Linked DNA regions of Mus musculus: region 2 is linked to region 1. The links are chromatin contacts, called in public Hi-C maps. All regions are on one chromosome and are shown on one strand. The core of a region is the stretch at or near the end of the contact, and the rest is flanking DNA. Distances in the headings are between cores, read along the strand shown.

What was found. Hi-C and Micro-C count contacts between places; a contact is called where the count stands out from the background.
Region 2: a Hi-C map of the N1E-115 cell line shows a contact between it and region 1, with 1.8 times the contacts expected there. The contact joins the promoter of Emc2 here to the enhancer-like site in region 1. A contact is called at or near these places in 7 of 39 promoter capture datasets (the 3T3-L1 cell line, 3T3-L1-derived adipocytes, the C10 cell line and 4 more), 2 of 484 Hi-C or Micro-C datasets (the N1E-115 cell line and bone marrow-derived macrophages), 3 of 115 datasets of contacts at active chromatin or transcription factors (bone marrow-derived macrophages and stem cell-derived neural progenitor cells) and 1 of 9 other capture datasets (macrophages).

The regions. Positions count from the first base shown.
Region 1 is chr15:42,975,022-42,981,104 of GRCm38.p6, reverse strand. All of the region lies in intron 1 of Gm46505 (a long non-coding RNA gene), which reads left to right. Among named protein-coding and RNA genes, the nearest start is that of Gm46505, 5.2 kb to the left of the region's middle. Within about 2 kb of position 2,189, at least 3 of the 459 cell types and tissues checked have an H3K27ac peak or open chromatin away from gene starts, as enhancers often do. A contact at or near this core is called in the N1E-115 cell line, where this site is marked.
Region 2 is chr15:43,475,044-43,481,121 of GRCm38.p6, reverse strand. Emc2 (ER membrane protein complex subunit 2) reads right to left here and starts at 3,893. Exons shown (of 11, transcript NM_025736.2): 1 at 3,797-3,893. The coding sequence starts at 3,836. It overlaps Gm10373 (predicted gene 10373), which reads left to right and starts at 4,086. Exons shown (of 3, transcript NR_046064.1): 1 at 4,086-4,154.

The DNA of each region.
Region 1 (6,083 bases), core at 940-3,439:
AAACTTTGTAAAGTGATTAGCTAATACACTTGAAACTCTTAAAGACACCGCTGGTCTATGGTGGTTTCAATGAAATATCTCTCCCATAAGCTTATGAACTTAAACACTTGGGCCCCAGCTAGTGGCTCTTTTTGATGAGGTTATGAAACTCAAGCATGGTCTCATCTCATGTCACCACAAAATAAAGATGTTCATTGCACAACAAGATAGCATGAGAAGGAACGCATTCACATGTCTTTTAATAAAATACAGTATTAGTTATATTTAATCATTATTGCTGTTTTTAAAACGAAATCCCAAACATTTGGTTTTACCAAATGAAGACTCAGGATGCTTTGATGAAAGCCTGTTAGTCCAGAGAGGCAGAGAAAAAAACGAGCTAACCTTCTTCAACCCAGAAGGGGAAAATACCCAAACCAAACCAAACCGAACCAAACCAAACCAAACCAAACCAAACCAAACCAAACCAAACCAAACCAAACCACCACCACCACCACCACCACCACCACCACCAACAACAACAACAACAGTTCTTTTCCATACTCCCTTTAAAACCCTCCAAGCCAAATGTCCCTCCTTTCTACTTCCTGTGCATCTCATTATCTGTTCTCCTGATTTCCTCTCACATTTTGTGCTTCCTTTCCCCATCCCTATGTCAACTGATTATTTGCTCTGCCTCTTGACGTATGGTTGACTTTATTCAATCTTCTTTACAATAAGCTCTTTGATTAAAGGTGTGTTCTAGGGCTGAGCCACACCACACCTAGAGATTTTTCCAGTGTACAATCTGGAGGTTCACAGTATGATCAGATATCCTGCTACATTGTTCTCTTCTTCTCTAGCCCCTTATAGCTCTCATCTTCCTTCCTCTCTATGCAGGCCTTTCCCAACTTGTAACAAATTGCTTGTTTCAGGAACTAGAGTTGCCAAAATTAAAGCTAACAACTAGACTTTCAAGCCATGAACATTATTTCATACTGTTTTTTTGTAGCTCTTAGAGCTGGACACATAGCAAACTGAACAATCTGTTGCTGAGTTTAACTGGTGAAATTGTTAGAACAATTGTATAGTTGAGAACTTTCAATAGGCATGTCTTCATGGTAAGCATGTAATGTACACGATCAAATTACACATTTAAAACAACCATATGAAATATTAATGTACCTATTTTAAAAATAGAATTAAAATTCAAAAACATTAATACTGCACTCTTGGGAAGGTATGTCACAATTCAGATCCTGATCTGACTTACAACTAGGATTGCTTTCCCTACCATGCCACATTGTCCCCTAATTACATTCATGCCTATGATAACCTAATTACCCAGCATTGCACATAACCACAGATGTCTACGTTTACCTTAATAGACATGAATAATTTGTATCCTATTTATTGAATTATCTGAAGTTCCAAGCTGAACATTTTGCTTACATTCTAATCACAGTTGCAAAGTATTGTCATAGCGGATGGACATGTTCTCAGCATCAATGTCACTGTGAAACAATGAAAGAAAGAAAACCCTGCTAGGACAGAATTAGAGTAATCATTGAAATCATTAGAAGCATTAGCAGTTTATTCTGAGCCACATCAAGGAGAGTCACAGCCTGCAAGCTGAGCAGACGGAGCTGTATCCGCTATAATCATATTAGGGATGGTGAGGAATTGCACATTTATTGCATTATGCTTTGAGATCATGTACAACATTTAAGCAAGGGAAGGTCTGTTTTTTTTTGAATGATATTAGTTTCAAGCTAAATTCAATTTTTGAAAAGCAAACAATGCACAGTGTATTTAAACCCCAGTTAAAATGAAATCTTCACTTTGTACCTAACAATATATTTTTATTGGAAATTCAAAAATCTAAACCCCCACTACTCCAGCCTAAAAACTGATCTCGATTCAGTGGTGACTCTGATGCTCAGCTCTTTAATTTGGACTTTGCTGACAGCTGATTTCAATTTTTGTCTGTTTATGGAAGAAAATTAAAAGAACACACTCTCTATGATCCAGTGGTTCTTTGTGGTGGAGTGAGTCCTGTTCAGCCCTAAATGAAAACCCAGACACTTGTCACTAGAACTAATCCTTATGTAAACATGATTGCATTATAGGCAGAGCCCAGAGAGGCTGCAAGACACAAATGGAAGTATGCCACTTTCCTGGGCACTTTAGGGTCAATGTCTTTGTTATTGCAATTTCTACATAATGAGTTTGCAATAATCCACAAGGGACCCAGGAGCTTCTACTGATTGGCTTTGGGTATATGCCTATGGAAGAGTCAGAATTTTTAGTGTGTGTAAGAACATCTTCTGGGATGTCAAATACTTTGACAAAATATATGATTAAGCTGCATGGCAGGAGACTTGATTTTAAGTAAAAATAAACCAACAGGATAGCAATGCTATTTTTAGACTTTCAGAACAAATTAATGAACTAGGAGTGGTGTGCCTACAGGAAATCCAAGCACTAGAGAATCTGAGGCAAGAAGATCGTGAGCAGCATGAGCAGAGGTGGTAAAACAGAGAAGATCAGAAAAGAAGCTGGTGTGTCTGGAGCTGGTGTGAGGCAAAAGGCTTGAGTACTGAGATGACAGTGGTAGATGCTGGTCAGGTGTGAAGCTGCAAAAGGACGTAGCACCCCTTTTGTGCAAGGAGGGGATATAAGGTCAGTGTGACTTCTCTGTGGATTGGAAGAAACAAGGCAAGGCAGTGAGACAGGAAAAGATGCTGTTTGAGTTGTCTCAGTGGGCGCCAAGAATGATGTAGGGTAGGATATCAATGGAGAGAGTAAAATAAGCCGAGTTGATTTGTATATGAGGCAAAAGTAAAGAGTCTCTATATGCCAGTTTTAGTCTTCGCGACTCTCAGCGCAAGCTAAAGGACAGATCTTAAACAGAAAGTTGTCCTTGAGAATAGTAAGTGCGAACAGAATAAACAGGAAACCTGAAAGCATGTGGAACAGGGAACCAACCCATAGGGAAACTACATGTAAAGCCTTGACATCTAATAGATTGTCAGCTATTAATATTAAAGACCCTTGTGTCTATTTCATGTGTGTCTCTGAGTTTATTGGTGAAGAAATGAGTCCTCCAAGGTTAAACTTCAGAACGTGTGGGTAATCACCAAAATCACTCGGACATGAAGTCAATAATGGCATATGTTTGCGGTAGTAAATAAGAAGCAGGGATCTATCCACCACACTTTCCTAATTAAGAGAGGTTGCTGTTGACTACAAAGTTTCTTGCTTGAGCGCCTGTGTGGACAGCAATGTCAGTGATTAAAATAAAGAGCGATGTAGGAGAAACAGATTGAGGGTTGGGATAAGTGCACGAGAATGGAATGGATTAAATTTGGAGGTGACTGTGACATGCCCAAGTGCAGTTACTAGCTAGAATAATCACTTTAATAAAATATCAATGTACACCTAATGACACTAGTTTAATCATATCATCTTACTTTAAATTCCCATACAAATTAGAGCTAGAGACAATTTGTTTCCAGATGAGATAATTACTTGAAATTAGAGATGTGTTTACATCCTTCCAAATGAAACACCCTGGTGCTCTATCTCCTAGGTGCTTGAAGAAAAATAGATTGCCATATGACTAGGTTATTGTGCACTGTTTCCATACATGTGTGTATTAAGGTTTAAATAAGGGTGAGCATATTTATCTACTTGATATTGCCTTATGGTTTAAAAAAAAACACTCAAAATCCTTTGTGCAAGATTTAAAATTTTTAGTTAATCTCTATTGTGAAGATCCAGCGTATGGGATTGAAACTGAAATAAAATCATAGCAAACAAGAATATTTTCCTTAGGTTTTATTCATGCAAAGTTAACCAACAAAACAAAGACCAACAAGACAACATGATTTTTTTGGAATATAGGTGGGATAGGCTCTGCTTGAAGTTACAGGTAAATTTTGTCACTACACTGAATTATGATATAATAATGCTGCATTTGACACCTTCATATTGAATTGTGACAATACAATGCAGCCACTGTGACATCACAATGCTTTACTGTGCCACCTCTGAAGAAAATTTGGCATCATTATGTTCCGTTAACATCACAGCTCTCCATCACACATCATACTGTTGAATTTTGACATCACAATGTTCCACATATTATAGTCAAAGAAAATATACTGGCTTAATGAATAAAATGTGATATGTAAAAATGATACAAATGAAAAAGTCATGTAATTCCTAGTGGCCACTACATTTACCTTGTTATTTCTTAGTCCTTCCTAACTATAACCTATTAGCTACTAGTCAAGACTTGCCTTGTCCTGTCTCCCACCAGCTCTCCTCTTCCCACCCTCTGAAAGCCACTACTCCATTCTCAACTCCTGTGAAATCATTAGATCTTCTATGTGTGAGGTAATGTGGAACTTGACTTCCTGCACATGGCTTATTCTGCTTAGCGGGATGGGCTTCAGTTCTAGTCACATTATCACAAGTGACAAGAGATTGTTATCTCTGTGACTGAATACCTTTTTCATTGCCAGCCTTTTTATTCAATACTCAGCCATACGCATTTATCTTTTCATTTGTTGCTGTTGTAAATAGCTTTGAAATGGTCATCTGAGTTCATGTCTCTTTCACATATTGATTTCACATCTTTGCTGTACACACACAGCAATGAGATTTCTGATCTTGTGGTAGACTTATTTTATGCTATTTTCCAAAGAACAACTTTAATTTATACTCCTTCCAGCAGTGTTCAGGCATTTCATTGTCTTCAGATCCTCTCCAGAGGTGGTTATTGTTAGTCTTTTGACAACACTCACTCTTGATGGAGGCAGTATCTCATAGTTTATATTTAGACATTCCTGGTGGTTAGAGCTATGGAATGTCTTTTATATACCCACACATGGGCCATAGTTATGTGTTTTCTGAGAAACATCTACTTACATATACCCTCTCACTCATTACTTGGATTATTTGGGTTTTGTTTCTGAGCTTATGAATTTCTTGTATATTGATACCAATGCTGTGTTATTTGAGGCTTGTTTCTCCAATGCTGTTGATTGTTTTATTTGTAGCAAAGAGATATTGGAATATTTTTAAGTTTATTTTCTGTACTTTGGGTAGATTATCCAGCTTTTGTGTGCACATTCCAATATCAGAAAGCATGTCCCTGGGCCTACTAGTACATTTTAATTCTTTATCTATTATTAGTTTGGGAGCTATATTTTAGAGTTTTGAAGTTACCATAAGGCTTTTAAAAACATTTATTTTTGAATAGTAGCAAGATAATAGAATCAGAAAGATAAGAACCAAAAGAAGATAACATTAGATAACGTGCTAATGAGAAAACTGCACATACACTGTACACTGTACATTGCACACTGCCCTCCCTCCACCATGTGGAATTGTTCATGCTCCACTACCCTTCTCCCAGACATTCAGTCTCTTCATAAGCCAGTGTAGGTATCACTGCAGTTTTGTTCTTTAGTGTCTTATGAAACAAATGGCTGGTGTATCTTACTTATAATAGTGGAGCCTTCAAACAGGTTTGGATATTGTAATTCAGGAGGAGTGTGTTTCATACCTTATTTTCTTTGTTTATTAATATCCCTTTCAGTTTGAAGAGCTATAATGTTCATAGTGGAGGATATATAAACACACACACACATACATGAATGAAATTAATATTTTAAAAACAAATCAGTAAAGGAGAGATAAAGACATTTCCAGACAAGACAAGGTGTGTGTGTGCGTGCGCACACGTGTGTGTGTGTGTGTGTGTGTGTGTGTGTGTGTGTGTGTATAGTTTCCTGGAGTTACTGGTTGTTGTAAGCTTCTTAGGTTGGATCCTAGGAATCAAACTTAGGTCCTCTAGGCAAGTAGCAAGCACTCTGAACCCTTCATCATCTCTGCAGACATCTCTTAAGCGCTGGTATTGTTAGGCACATTACATTCATCTGTCTGTTTTCTTTTGTCCTTTAGCATTGTGAAGATCTCACAACACTCTCCTTTGGCCTCTTGAGTTATTTTTCTTAAAAGTCTGTCAGAAAAAAAAAATGCCAAAAATCGAATTGTTTCCTTTCCTTAGCATCCTAGCATTCTTTACCTTTTAC
Region 2 (6,078 bases), core at 2,644-5,143, 500 kb before region 1:
CAGTATATACCTTCTAACAATTATTCATAGTCCCAAAATTTGGATCACCAAATTAGTGATAATGAAATTGCCATGGCTCTTAATGGATGAGGTGGGTACTAAATTTGAAGGCAACATGTAAGTTATTACAATGCATAGAAACTTCAGTAGAAGTGTTCTTCCAGCTATGTATGGCAGTGCACTAGTGAGATGCGAAGTCAATCTAATGTGTTCCAGCACTTGGCAGCAAATGGATGCAGAGAACCCATCAAAAGAACAGTGTGAAAAAAATGAAGTAAACCTAGAAATCGCTATTCAGAAACAAAAACAAGGGGCAGGGGGGAAAGACAATTCACCTGATACAGTGCTTACTGCAGAAGGATAGATAAAGACCTTAGTTCCAATCCCTAGAACCACTGCAAAAACCTGGACATGGAGACACTCTCCCTTAGTTTTAAGAACACAGAGAAGTGGATCCTGGAGACCCACGGGCCAATCAGTCCAGCCAATGAGTGAGTTCAAGATATAGTGGGAAAAACTGTTTTGTAAAATTAGGTAGAAATCAATAGACAAACACCTGGCAGGAACTTACGACATCTACATACATACACACACATACATACAAAAAGATAAAAAAAAATCAAAATCTTACAAAGAGGGAGTTATTTGTAATGGTAAGCATAACAGATATATAAAATATAAACATTTGAACTGGCACAAGGTTTTCCTAGCACCTTAAAGAAAAAGTAAGATACAGAAACCAAACTGTTGATACTTATACAATGCAGTGCCTATACCTCAATCTCAGAGAAAATCACAAAAATGTGGCCGAAAAGTTGAGAGTCAGCAAACCATAATGTCAGCTATGAGACTATGTCTTCTAGATATGAGAGGGAAACTGCATCCATGAACTGTCAAAATTGTGGCTTCTTAAGGTATGAAGTAAAAAGGGAGGAATACAAACAAAATTTTCTACAGTATTTTAAAAACTCATTTCACATCTATTATGCTAGGCTCTGCACAAGGCACCCTATCCAGCCATGCCTAAATATATATTCTCAAGAAACTTGACTACTTTCCTTACAAGTCTAAATTCTAAATATTCTACTTAACAAATGTTTTCAACTGGCTTACGAAATGAACATTTTATTTGTTTATATCATCTATTTGAGACTTAAAAGAGTGTTAAACTTACTAAAGTCTTTTATATGCATTCCTATTACAAAAATTACAGGGTCTGGAGAGATGCTCAGTGGTTAAGAGCTCTTGTTGGGTAAGAGTCCATGTTTTGCAACCATAAGATCCTGAGTTGAATCCCTTGCAAAACATAAAGAGCCCTGCTTGGCTCTAACCCCAGCACTAGGAAAGAGGTCAGGGGAGGAGATATTGCTCACTGGCGTTTGCAGTCTTCTAGCCTGGCTTCAGGTTTAGTGATAAACCCCGCCTCAAATAAAGAGTGTACAGCAAGATATATAACTCCCTCTCCTGGCATCTTTGTGCCTATGCACACCCACACTCTCATGTATGACATGTAACAAACACCACACAAAGAGACATATATATGCACACACACAGACACCCCACACATACACACTCTATTGTGTTCTTTGGATCCATTTCTGATGCTAATGGAGGTCCTAAGGATACAGCTGACTCTGTCCTCCATATCCAAACAAAACTCCATCTGAGTGTCATCTCATCAACCATCCATATTCTCATAAAACAGGTTTTCAGGAAAATTAAGCCTTCATTTTACAAAATAAGGAAACTGTGTTCTAGTCACTGGGGTGCCCAGGTTCACATAAGATAGTGGCCAGAAAGCTAGAAAAAGCATGGACAACTTATTAGTGTTGGTTGTAAACACTTTGAATAATTCAGTCAATTAGTAAATAGTTTCTTCGCTGTGCCAAGCACTAGTTACATAAAAGTGAGCAAAGTAGGCCTAGTTTCTTTCATTCTAACAGAGAAAAAAATTTGAGGTAAAACAAGCAAGCAAGTGCTTCAATAGAAAGAAAGCACATAGTCCAGGAGGTTTTGTTCCATTCAGTTGCTTGAGATTTTCATTTTCGTGTTTTTTCCTCTTTACTTCTCTTGTAAATATGGTGGCAGGGGTGAGAAGATGCGTGCTTAAGGGTACTGCAACCTGTAACTTTTGAGCACGATTCTGAGAGACTAACATTTAAGAGTGAGGCTATGAGGGGAGAACTCTGTTGATGGAAAGAATCACTTGTGCCAACCACGAAGACAAGTATATGCCAATTTAGGCAATCTAGGAAAGACAAGCTGAGCCAGCTCAGAGTTGGGACAGGCAGTGGCTCCAGCTAGATGCCATCTAGAGCCAGATCATTCAGCAGAATGACATAATAATCCCAGCACTTGGGAGGCAGAGGCAGGTGGATTTCTGAGTTCAAGGCCAGCCTGGACTACAGAGTGGCAGCCAGGGCTATACAGAGAAACTCTGTCTCGAAAAACAAAAACCAAACAAACAAAAAAAACTATCAACCAACAACAAAATCTTTTCTCTCAGGTTAGAAGCTAACTGACCACTTTAAAAATAATTTCTTCTTTCATTGCTCAACAAATTACACAGCAGTCACTATTCCAAATCTAGTTATATCGCTATACCTTAGAATGCCCACAGGACAGCATGAAGCTACGCAGAATCATTTTGCTTGCCAACAGTAACATAATCTTTGTCCTTGATTTGTACACATTAACAGATTTTAAAAGCTATCCTTCACATACCTTAAAAATATCACTTTTCAACAATCTTAAGGTATTTATAACATGTTTAAAAGCATTGAAAGGAACACCTACTAACCTATCTACTTTACAGTGGAAGGGTATGTGTTGACATGAACCTTTTAAAAATGAATTGACAGGTCTGTTGTTCCATTAAACTGTAAACTCTTTGAACATTTGTCTTATATGACATAAAGAACTAGGACTTACATTTTTTATTCAATATAAAATCTTTTCCTTCTTATACTATTTGAGATTTATTTGCATTCAAACAATTCATGTAAATTTCACTCTACATGTTAAAGATCCCACAAAAGTATTCAATGGGCAAACTAGCTACTGAAGTACACTGTACTGTGCCAACTGCTGGGAATATGGACAGAAATCTCATGCTTTTAAAAACACCCATTTATTTTCTTAAGCATGACTCCCACCAACGTTTTTTGAAAGAGATAACAGCTCATACAGAACTGATCCAAGATTTAAATATTTTATTTAAAGATTCTCCACTCTTGGTCAATCAGACAGGATAAGACTATCACATGTGAACACATACCTCCAATTTAACCAGTTACAATCTCCTTCAGAAAATGAATTAGTTGGCAGAAAGTAAGTAGGAAGCTACATTGTGTGTGCTTTAAATAGGACTGGCCAAGGAAGTTAAAAGGGGAGACTTTCTAAACCCATGGAAAGTGCATGTTGAAGAAACAGATCCCATTGGACTATCTCTTCGCTTCAACACATTGATCCCGCCTCCTCGCCTCCCAGAAACCACATGCTGTGTGACAGCCGCAGCTCCGCGTCCCTCCTGCCTCCTAAACAGTAGATGACAAAACCGGTGCGCAGAGAGGCAGGTGGATCGGTGTACGGGCCAGCAATCGCGACACTGGTACGCCGCAGATTGTGGCCGGGCCCAGGAAGGAACCAGCCCCAGTGTCCACTCGGTTCGGGCAGTTCAGGGAGAGCTGCCCGACGGAGGACACAACCGGGTACGAATCTCTCCGGGGATTCTGGGTAATTCTAAACCATTTCCCAGGGCTTTGGGTCTTCCTGCACCCTCCCCGCCCAAAATTACCTTCCCAAGTCACATCGTAACGCTCAGTGACCTTCGCCATCTTCCTAGAACCCGGAGTCGGCGAGGAGAGAGGGCGGGGAGACGCAGCACTTCACCCGCGACCGGGAAGTGGCAAATGACGAAGCCAGTTTTTATTGGTCGATAGCGGGGAGTGGGCGGAATCTTCCTCTCATTTGTAAACCACTCAAGAGGAGAGAGGGCGGAGCCAGAGAGGTCTGAGTGGCCAGACTAGTGGGAAGAAGCCGGAGAGGCGGGGCCGGAGGGCGGGGCGAGGCGGGGCGGGGCCAGCGGGGAGCTGAGGGAGCTGCTGAGGAAGGAGTCTGTGACAGACAGCTGAGGCTGAGGTACTTGGGCTGAGGTAACTTTCTACTTTTACTGCAACTTTAGATAACTATCTACTTTTCCTGCGATTTTATCAAATGTAATGTCTTTAGTGTCTGCCGCTCCAGGTTTTTTTATTTTCCTTTAGCTAGACTCATTCAATTCTTTCACAGTCCTCAATGATACCTCAGCCTTAATGAAGTATCATTGACAAAAGAATATATATATATATATGTATATATATATGTATATATATATATATATACATATATATATATATATATGGTGTATAGGGTAATGATTTGAGATTATTACTACAATTAATTAACTTATCTATCTCTTCTAATAGTTACCATGTTGGAAGGTAATAGCTTTTACCAAAATATCAAATATATGATGTGATACTATTGTTGACTAAAATCTCCATATAAACAAAAAAGTTTCTCCTCAGACTAAGCAGACTTAAAAAAATATTTCATTCAAAACAATATTAAATGCTTCAGTCAAATTCATACCAATGCTCTGATAAAACGGAGCAGTGTAAATATTATCCCATACTGTTTCTTTCTCTTTTTTGCTTTTCCTCCATCCTTCTCTATTTATCTATATCTATCTATCTCTATGTCTACCTCTATCTCTCCTTTTCCTCTTTCTCTTTTCTTATACCCATTCCTCTTACTTTTCCATTTCTGAAAGCTCAAATGCAGACCTACTTTAAACTTACCTCTTCATTTTAGTCTATCATTAACCAAATGTCCCACACGCCCCCCCCCATTTTTGCTTTTACTCAATTATTTAAAATCCTATGTGGGCCAATCTCCTCTACTTCCAGTATAACAGCCCAATACTTATTGCTAGTCACACTGCAGTTGTGACCCTTTTGCCTCCCTTCCACCCATACTATCAGTATACACAGTGCCATTGACTCACCACTTCAAGAACTAATATTTAAAAAGCATCCATTTTATACTCATTTTGTATTCAGTTATTATCTACTGTTATGAAAAATGGGTTAGTTACTGAATAGTTGCAAACAGGAAATATTCAAACTCAACCCTCAGCAGCAGTCAAAAGATAGAGCCTGGTACCTGGAACACCAATCTAACATAGCACTGCACCACAGCTGACCTCCAGTCTTAAGCAACAATTTGACCCCCTAATAGTCATATCCCAGGAGATAAACCTAAGAAGCATGAAAATTTAAGACAACTTGATACCGCCAAAAATTACCAACCTCATTCAAATGGCCTCCAGCAAAAATGATTAACATAGAAGTTCATATACAGAATTTTAAAAATCATTTTAAATATGGCACAACAACTCACAATGGACTCAAGAATTATCACAGAGAATACAGACAGCAAAATGAAATAAGGAAGTTCATGTATGTTGTTGAAATAATTTAATAAGGAGATAAAATACTGGAAAAAATAAAACCAGAATGATAATGGAAGTAAAAAAAAAAATAGGTCGGACTCCAAAAAAACAAATAACCCCATTAAAAAATGGGGCTCAGAGCTAAACAAAGAATTCTTACCTGAGGAATACCGAATGGCTGAGAAGCACCTGAAAAAAATGTTCAGCATCCTTAGTCATCAGGGAAAAGCAAATCAAAACAACCCTGAGATTCCACCTCACACCAGTCAGAATGGCTAAGATCAAAAATTCAAGTGACAGCAGATGCTGGCAAGAATGTGAAGAAAGAGGAACATTCCTCCATTGTTGGTGGGATTGCAAGCTTGTACAACCACTCTGGAAATCAGTCTGGCGGTTCCTCAGAAAATTGGACATAGTACTACTGGAGGATCCCGCAATACCTCTCCTGGGCATATATCCAAAGGATGTTCCAACTGATAAGAAGGACACATGCTCCACTGTGTTCATAGCAGCCTTATTTATAATAGCCAGAAGCTGGAAAGAACCCAGATATCCCTCAACAGAGGAATGGATACAGAAAATGT